Linked DNA regions of Mus musculus: region 1 is linked to region 2. Evidence: chromatin contacts called from public HiCAR-type data. All regions are on one chromosome and are shown on one strand. The core of a region is the stretch at or near the end of the contact, and the rest is flanking DNA. Distances in the headings are between cores, read along the strand shown.

Region 1 (3,852 bases), core at 526-3,025, 350 kb after region 2:
AGGGTTACAGTTCCCCTCAGTTCCTTGGGTACTCTCTCTAGCTCCTCCATTGGGGGCCCTGTGATCCATCCAATAGCTGACTGTGAGCATTCACTTCTGTGTTTGCCAGGCCCCAGCATAGTCTCACAAGAGACAGCTATATCAGGGTCCTTTCAGTAAAATCTTGCTAGTGTATGCAATGGTGTCAGCGTTTGATTCTACCTCACACCAGTCAGAATGGCTTTGAGCATTCTAAGTAAGTGTTCTACCTCTAACTGCACCCGCTCCCCTAACTGCAACCTCAGTAGAATAGTGAAGAAGAACTTGGGCACTGAAGACAGCTCACACTGTGAGGCTCTCTGGAGATCCTCAGAGGAAAGAAAGCATTGAGTGTCCTGAGTTAGAAGCAGGGCTCTTATTACATAGAGATTGGAATGAATTCTGATGAATGCTGTGGCTCCATTATCTTGGCTGTTTCTTCAGTGAGACAAAATCTCCAATAGAGGATGCCATTTGGTGATTTACAGGACTCCGTGATACTGGCAATCATTTATGACTAGGGAAAGCAAGAAAGGTAAGCCACTTGTAGGAGACTTCTCCAACCTAAGTATTGCTTAAACACATGGCTTGATTTGTTACTCTGTAAATGAAGAGGTTGCCCCTTCCAAGTATGAACTTTTGAACTCTTTGAGCATTTTAAAATTTAAGAGGAAGGAAGCATCCATCTGCGCTGAGACTCCAGAAAGCTGGGCAGTGGGCTGGGTCTTAAACGTAAGGCAGAGCATCAATTCTTGGAGAAGGCAAGGGAACACTGGGGAGGCAGATGTCTTGGGTAGAACTTGAGAGAAGGTATTTAGGTGGACTCCACCCACATGGATTTTGGTCTTGGAAGATTCTGATATACACTCTTGCCTTTGAGGTTGCTCTGTGGATAAAACTCCTGAGAGTTTTCAGTACCATTAAAAATGATGTGGTTTTGAAGGTAGACCCAACTGGCCTTCTTACAGAAGAATTATGGATCTTTGAAGGGACATTATGTCACTGCAACCTTTCTTTAGAAATGACTAGTAGGCAGACTTAGGAGAGCAAAGGCAACTAGAGCAAAAGCTATAAAAATTAATTCAGCATTGCCTTGTGAAATTTAATATACCATGGTTGGGGCTTGTGAGTATCTCATTTTTTCCCTTTCTCTTAAGTAAATGTCTGGGTAGGGTCCATGTGAAGCAAGAGAAAGCCAAAGATACATGGCTTCCAAACTGTAGAATAACCCACAGGACCTCAGTAGACATCTCTCATTTTAGTAGCCTGCTATCGCAATTAGCCAAACCAAAGTTCTCTTTCTTGAGAAGAATTCATTTGGCAGTGGTGGATGGGAATGTTGGGTGGGTGGGTAGCTGTCCTGACTGAGATGGTTAGGGTATATGTTGGGATAGTGGATCTGCATGCTATGGGACACTTGACAATGGTGGCAAAGAAGCAGACACATCTCTTGGATCTCAGACTTGGGAGTGTCCAAGCAGAGAGACATCTGTCCCACAGGATGTATGTCAAGCCTGTTTGGGCCCTGTGGCTAGGAAACTCTTCATTTATCTGAAGGAAAGAAAAGTGCAGCAGCCTGTCTGTCTGTGAAAAGCAGATAATTGTGGCCCCAGGAAGGAAGAGCCTGTTCCCAATAGCTAAGTGGAGCGTGGAGCCCTGGCAGGGAGAAGCCAGAGAAGCGAGTCTGGGCTGAGGGCCATGGCTACACCACAGGAGCATCAGTGTTCCACCCTCTCTCCTCCTCTGTCTGGTTGGGAACACAAAGAGAAAGAGGGTGGGGCGGGAGGGCTTGGCCTCTCTCTCTGCAGAGGTCGGTCCACTGACCTCAAACGATTACTGCATTTAATGAATTGCAGCTTGTAAAAGGCTTTGAAGCTAGACGGCAGAGCCTGAACATGGTGGATTCTTTTTCTTAAAGTCATTTTGGTCTAGGATTTGAAAAATAGAATGCTTCTTGAGCATAGAGTGGCAGGCAAGGCTGCGAGCCTCCACCTCCTCCACTTGCACGAACTTGTTCCTTTTCGTTTTTTTTTCCCCCATGAACCACAAAGTGTGGATGAACCAACGTACAAGAAGACAATGGCTTTGACATTTAGGCAGGAGGTGGGGATATACTTCAGGGGCTTCCATCAGAGCAATAACAATTAGCCCCATTAGCTTGTGCACAACCCATCAATGTAAGGAGCATATAAACAGGGCAAATCCCTGTGGTGCCCTTGGGAACATCTCTCCATGCTTGAACCATCTCACCAAACAGATGTAAAAAGATCATATGGTGTGTTATTGTCAGTAACAATTAACCTCAATTACTACCCAATTGTCCCTCATATAGTTGCATGGAATTGGGTCTGGGAGGATCCTGGCCTGGGCTCTGGGCTCCTCACCACCGTTACCCAGTAGACAGAGATTGTTTGGGGGGGGGCATTTTCAGACATGGTACAAATCCTGCTTATTATTATTTGCTGCCAACGATAAAAGGAGTAGCAGGTGTGCCCCCACAGCTCACCCTCTATTGCCTGGACACCGTGACACCATCTCTCTGGCTCTATGCTGCTAATGAACCAGAGAAAAGCAGGCAAGCTGAGAAAGCAAATAATCCTCCCGGCTGTTTGCAGCAACTTGGAAGTGTAAAGTTGAGCCCAGCTTTTCACTTTACACAGTCCCTTTCTCAGAAGCAGCCCTGGCCGATAGCTTGCTAACCCACCTCTAGTTTACTTAGGATGTTACCAAGGTATTTTGTGTTTGTAGCTTCCCTTATTAGCATAAAATCCACGTTGCCACAGACATCAGAATAATTACATGCCTGTTCTGTGGAGGCATTAGACGTCTCTCCCCTTCATCTCTACCCTCCTTTCACTTTCTTCATCCTTCAGTCTCATCTTTTCCCCTTTCTGTTACTACTCCTGCCATCCCCAGCCATAGCTTTGCTGTTCTATGTATTTGTAAACTTTATACTATGTAATGGCATTGCTCATCCTAGTTCCTCCTTAGCAGGACTGAACTCATAGCATCTTCTGCTTGTGCTTGCTCACATTTCCACTGTCTATAGTCTTAGTCATGTGACCTCAGGTTCTGCCAACACTGTTAATATGGGAGTCTGTACTGCCCACAGTCCTTGGCTGGGATGCTTTTAGGTTGTGCTCTGATCCACCTTGAAATTCTATTAGTGTGTCTCTCATCACTTCTCAAATTTGTCTCCATTGATTTTTCTCTTAGCTGTTAATATTTGGAAGCGTCCTGGCTATATAAGCCATGCCAACGCCTCTGATAGAGTTTGTGCTACGCCCTTGAGTGAGTTCCCTTTCCTGGTTGTCTGTCTTTGCTGCCTTCACTCATCATAGCACCTTCTAAGAGGTCAGCATGATGGAAAAGAAAGGCAGTTCAACTTCCCACCTTAGCTCAAGTCGATCTGGGAGATTACACAACTTCTGAGCCTGTGTATTTTTTACCATGAAATGAGTGCATAAAAGCCAAACTCTCAAGAGCAGTTACAATAACTCATTTGAGGAGCATAGCTAAGACCCCTAACTCAGTGCCTGGAGTCCAAAAGATGCTCTTTTTATGGCCGTTTAAAGCAATTATGTTCACTTTATAAATTCTTAAGGAAAAACTCCCTTGTAAATCTTTCAATACAGGTAGAGAAGCAGAGGCAAGCAGAGCTCTGTACGATTGAGGACAACCTGCTCTACACAGTGAGTTACAGGACAGCCATAGTCTTCAAACAAAAATAGCAAAACCTTACTCAACAGGTAGACATTGAAGCTCTATGTCCCACTCTTACTTTTTCCTAGGCTTTTGTGTGAAGCATAAATCATCTTTTTGTCCACAGTATCT
Region 2 (4,311 bases), core at 1,378-3,877:
GGAGTTGGGGGCATCTCCAGTCAGAGACAGAAACCTGGGATAAGGGAGGTGCCCAAGAATCAATGGGGGTGTCCTTAACTGTGACTCACAGCATTGGGGATATGGCATCAGAAGAGATCACCTCCTGTAGCCAGGCAGAAATGAGAGGGACACCAACCCACCCACAAAACTTTCCACCCAAAATTTATCCTGTCTACAAGAAATGCAGGGGCAGAAGATGGAGAAGAGACTGAGGGAAAGGCCAACCAATAACCAGCCAACTCGAGACCCACCCATCCCCTGGCAAGCATCAGTTCCTGACACTATTAATGATACTCTGTTATGCTTGCAGACAGGAGTCTAGCATGGCTGTCCTCTGAGAGGCTCCACACAGAGGATGGAGCCAGGTAACTCAGACAGATGCAGACACACACAGCCAAATAGTAGATGGAGTTTGTGGACTCTTATAGAAGAATAGGAGGAAGCATTTTAGCCTCTAGGGGATGGGAATTCCACAGGAAGACCAACAGAATCAACTAACCTGGACCCTTGGAGCTCTCAGAGACTGAACCACCAACCAAAGAACATACATGGGCTGGACCTAGGTCTCCATGCACATATGTAGCAGATGTGCAGCTTGGTCTTCATGTGAGTCCCAAACAATTGGAGCAGGGACAATCCCAAAAGCTGTTTCCTGTACATGGGATATGTTCTTCTAGTTGGACTGCCTTGTCTGGCCTCAGTGGGAGAGGATATGCCTATTCTCGCTGAGACTTTATGTGCTTAGGTGGGGTAATATCTTGATATTACCTTGGGGTGGGTGTTACCTTCTCATCAGAGATGGGAATGGGGCAAGTAATATGGGAGGAGTGACAGGGAATGGGTCAGTGAGTAGGATGTAAAGTGAATAAATAAAAAGATAGCAAATAAATAAATTTCAAAGATAGTTGCCTTGGTCATGGTGTTTCTTCACAGCAATGGAAACCCTAACTAAGACACTTAGACTCTTGCTTATCCACCTTTGTTGGTGCATACTTGTCCTCAGTGTCCTTAATACATCAGTTGACATTATAATGTAATTCCCAAATTGGGACTTTTTGAGAGTGCAATAGTACACTGTGACTAATTGATCCACGGACAGTTTGTATAAGCCAAGATTGTGGGAGGCAAACATGAGCTAGTGCCATTACAGAGATGCTACAGAGATGAAGTGAAGGGATGCTACTCAGTTGTCTCTCACTCTCTGTAGGGGATGGCTGCAGGAATCCTTCCTTACCTGCCACGAATATAAGTATCTGCAGATGCTCAAATTGCTTACAGAAAACGGTTTGGTATTTGTATGTTAACATATGTGCCCCCCCATAAGTTTCAAATCACCTACCAATTATTATTATTATTATTATTTTTTGTGATGGTAAGAGTTTATTATCTTGGTACTCCTTGGAGTCTAAAGCAGGAGGGTGGAGAGTTCAAGGTCATCCTTGGCTACATCCTTGGCAAGCCAACCTGGGCTACAAGAGGAGGGGGGAGGGGCAGGTAAAACTTTGGTCTATCTAAATTAACACTTCATTATAATTTCAAAGCTTTCCCTTATTTAAGAAACTTTAGCCAACCTCAAGCTCTGAGATTTGCTAATCTCTTCCTTTATCTTGAGCAGTGCTTCTCAGCCTGTGGGTCAAGGTCCCTTTGGGTAGCCTGAATGACCTCTTCATATCACCTACCAATTATTGACAACACATAGTATACATTGTAAGCTGTTTTGCTGTATTATTTAGGGATTTACAAATACAAGCTCAGTGTAGATGCATTCTTTAATCAGCTTTGCTTGTCCTAAAACAGGGCCTCACTATATAGCTCAGACTAGCCTTGAAGTCATGATCCTCCTGCCTCAGGCCCCACATGATCTCATGCTTATTTTATTTTCTGAATAATTTTGACCCAAGTTTGATTGAATCTGTGGATGGAAAGCCTGTAGATTAAGATTGCCAACTATAATTTTTTTTTCATCAATTTGAAGTTGTAATTTTGCCACAGAAGGTAATGAGCTTCCTTCTGATTGCTAGACCTTCCTTTTTGGTCTTTTTTGAGGGCCCTCTCCAAGGCTGTAGGGAAAAAGCCTTATTGATGTCTCTACTGGTGCCAGGCTGGGTGGCAATGTGGGTAGTACCTGGGTTATTTCTAGCATTGCCTTTGATTAGAAATTAGAATCATAGGAAAGTCCTTGCAAAGATAGTCTCTTTAGTGTCTTCAGATCCTCTCATTGTTGTAAAAGAATTAAACCATGTCTAGGCTCCAGGAAGAGACTGTAAAGTCCTAATAGACTCAGAGTGGATGATACAGATCCTTAGAGGACATAGATCCTTAGAGGAATAGGCAAGAAAGCATCAGACTAGCCTCCGGACCAAAGGCCATGGGCCCATCAGGGCACCAGCTGCTGCACGAAGCAAATTAAAGGCTTGAGCCACATCACCCGGTGCACACGTGTGGTTGAAGAACTGGATTTACTTAGCGTTGTACATTTTCTTTATAAACCTTTCATCGGCTAAAAATGTGAAGAGATGCTTCAAAGCGTCGGGCCACCCCGGCAGCCCGGGCTGTGCCTGGAAGCTGCTCCTCCTCATTTGGCTCTGAGCTTTTGGCTTGGATGCAGAGCTTCGGATTAGCTAGCCAATTACCGAGCTGATACTCTGTCTGCCCCTCCAGGGATTTCCCTTCAGACGCTCATGGAAACATTTTGTTTTCCCTGGAAGAACAGTTCGGTCAGCCTTTGGGTAACCACCTTTTGTAGTCTGTGCCAGAGCTTGGATTGATTTCTACAGCCTGGACAAGCCCTTTCTTCCTCGCTGTTCTAGTACAGGGTGTTCCTGCTGGCGATTTATGGGGAGCACTCTCGTGCCCTCTAACCTGGTGACCGTACTGTTACTGAAAACAAAGGTGTTTCTCAAAGCGTTTACCTCTTTATGCACATTCATAAATGTGAGCATGTGTATTTTTACTTTGCTAAAGAACAGGGAGGTACATTTTTTTTTTTTTAAAGAAACCTCCTCTAGGATTAAGCGGTGTTCTTATGATTCCAGTTATACGCCCTGGCATCTGGGGCTTATTTATTACTTAATGACTCAGATTGACACCTCGCTGAGCCAGACTTTCGTGTATCCGGCAGAGACAATGGCCAATTCCATCACAGATGAATTATGCCTCTAAGTCTGATGGCTCCCGCAGGTGAAAGGCGGTGGTTGGAGATCACAGGCCCAGTGCTTCGCCAGCCTTAAGAATGATTGTCTCAGAGAAGTTAGATCCAAGGAACGTGAGTTCAGTTCAGTGGTGCACGATTTGTAAGGTCTTACCAAGTAAGAGGTAAAGTATGAACCGAGACCAAAACGAACCTTCACTGCCACCTGTACTGACCCCACTGCCACCTGTACTGACCCCACTGCCACCTGTACTGACCCCACTGCCACCTGTACTGACCCCACTGCCATCTGTACTGTCCCTACTGCCACCTGTACTGTCCCACTGCCACCTGTACTGTCCCTTCTGCCACCTGTACTGTCCCACTGCCACCTGTACTGTCCCTACTGCCACCTGTACTGTCCCTACTGCCACCTGTACTGTTCTCACTGTCACCTGTACTGTCCCCACTGCTACCTGTACTGTCCCTACTGCCACCTGTACTGTCCCACTGCCACCTGTACTGTCCCTACTGCCACCTGTACTGTCCCACTGCCACCTGTACTGTCCCTACTGCCACCTGTACTGTCCCTACTGCCACCTGTACTGTCCCTACTGCCACCTGTATTGTCCCCACTGCTACCTGTACTTTCCCCACTGCCACCCACTTTTCTGTATTGAGAAAGGAAAACTTTTCATTGCTCTGGTGGTAGTGTTTGATTTTTTTTTTTCTTTTGGCCTGAGCTTCTGAACCCTTCATTGAAATGCTCCTGCTACCCTACCAAATGGCTGCTTGGAGTGATGTATGCCATGGTACTGAGAGCTACCTTAGATAGGTTTTCCTGTAGTGATTAAACATTCCAGCCAAAAGCATCTTAAGGAGGAAAGGGTTTATGGGCTCACAGCTCCAGAGGACTAGAGACTGTAATGACAGGGACTGCAAGCAGGTGGCGGCGTGCAAAGCTGGCTGATCACATATTAGTAGTATACAGTAAGCAGAGAGAGCAGCAGGAAGTGATGCGAGCACATAAGCCCCAACCCCACCCCTAGGGAAGGACTTCTGCAGCAAGGCTGCACCTTTAAAGGTTCTATAACCTCCTCAAATAGCACTACCAACTGCAGACCGATTGTGCACATACATGAGCCTGGGGGGTGGGGGGG

What was found. HiCAR-type assays count read pairs that join an accessible place to other places.
Region 1: a HiCAR-type map of fibro-adipogenic progenitors shows a contact between it and region 2, with 4 times the contacts expected there. The contact joins two enhancer-like sites. A contact is called at or near these places in 1 of 484 Hi-C or Micro-C datasets (uterus), 1 of 115 datasets of contacts at active chromatin or transcription factors (fibro-adipogenic progenitors) and 1 of 9 other capture datasets (embryonic stem cells).

Annotation. Positions count from the first base shown.
Region 1 is chr13:101,437,481-101,441,332 of GRCm38.p6, forward strand. No RefSeq gene overlaps it. Among named protein-coding and RNA genes, the nearest start is that of 4922502H24Rik, 42 kb to the left of the region's middle. Within about 2 kb of position 1,776, at least 26 of the 459 cell types and tissues checked have an H3K27ac peak or open chromatin away from gene starts, as enhancers often do. A contact at or near this core is called in fibro-adipogenic progenitors, where this site is marked.
Region 2 is chr13:101,089,839-101,094,149 of GRCm38.p6, forward strand. No RefSeq gene overlaps it. Among named protein-coding and RNA genes, the nearest start is that of Gm41042, 95 kb to the left of the region's middle. Within about 2 kb of position 2,628, at least 59 of the 459 cell types and tissues checked have an H3K27ac peak or open chromatin away from gene starts, as enhancers often do. A contact at or near this core is called in fibro-adipogenic progenitors, where this site is marked.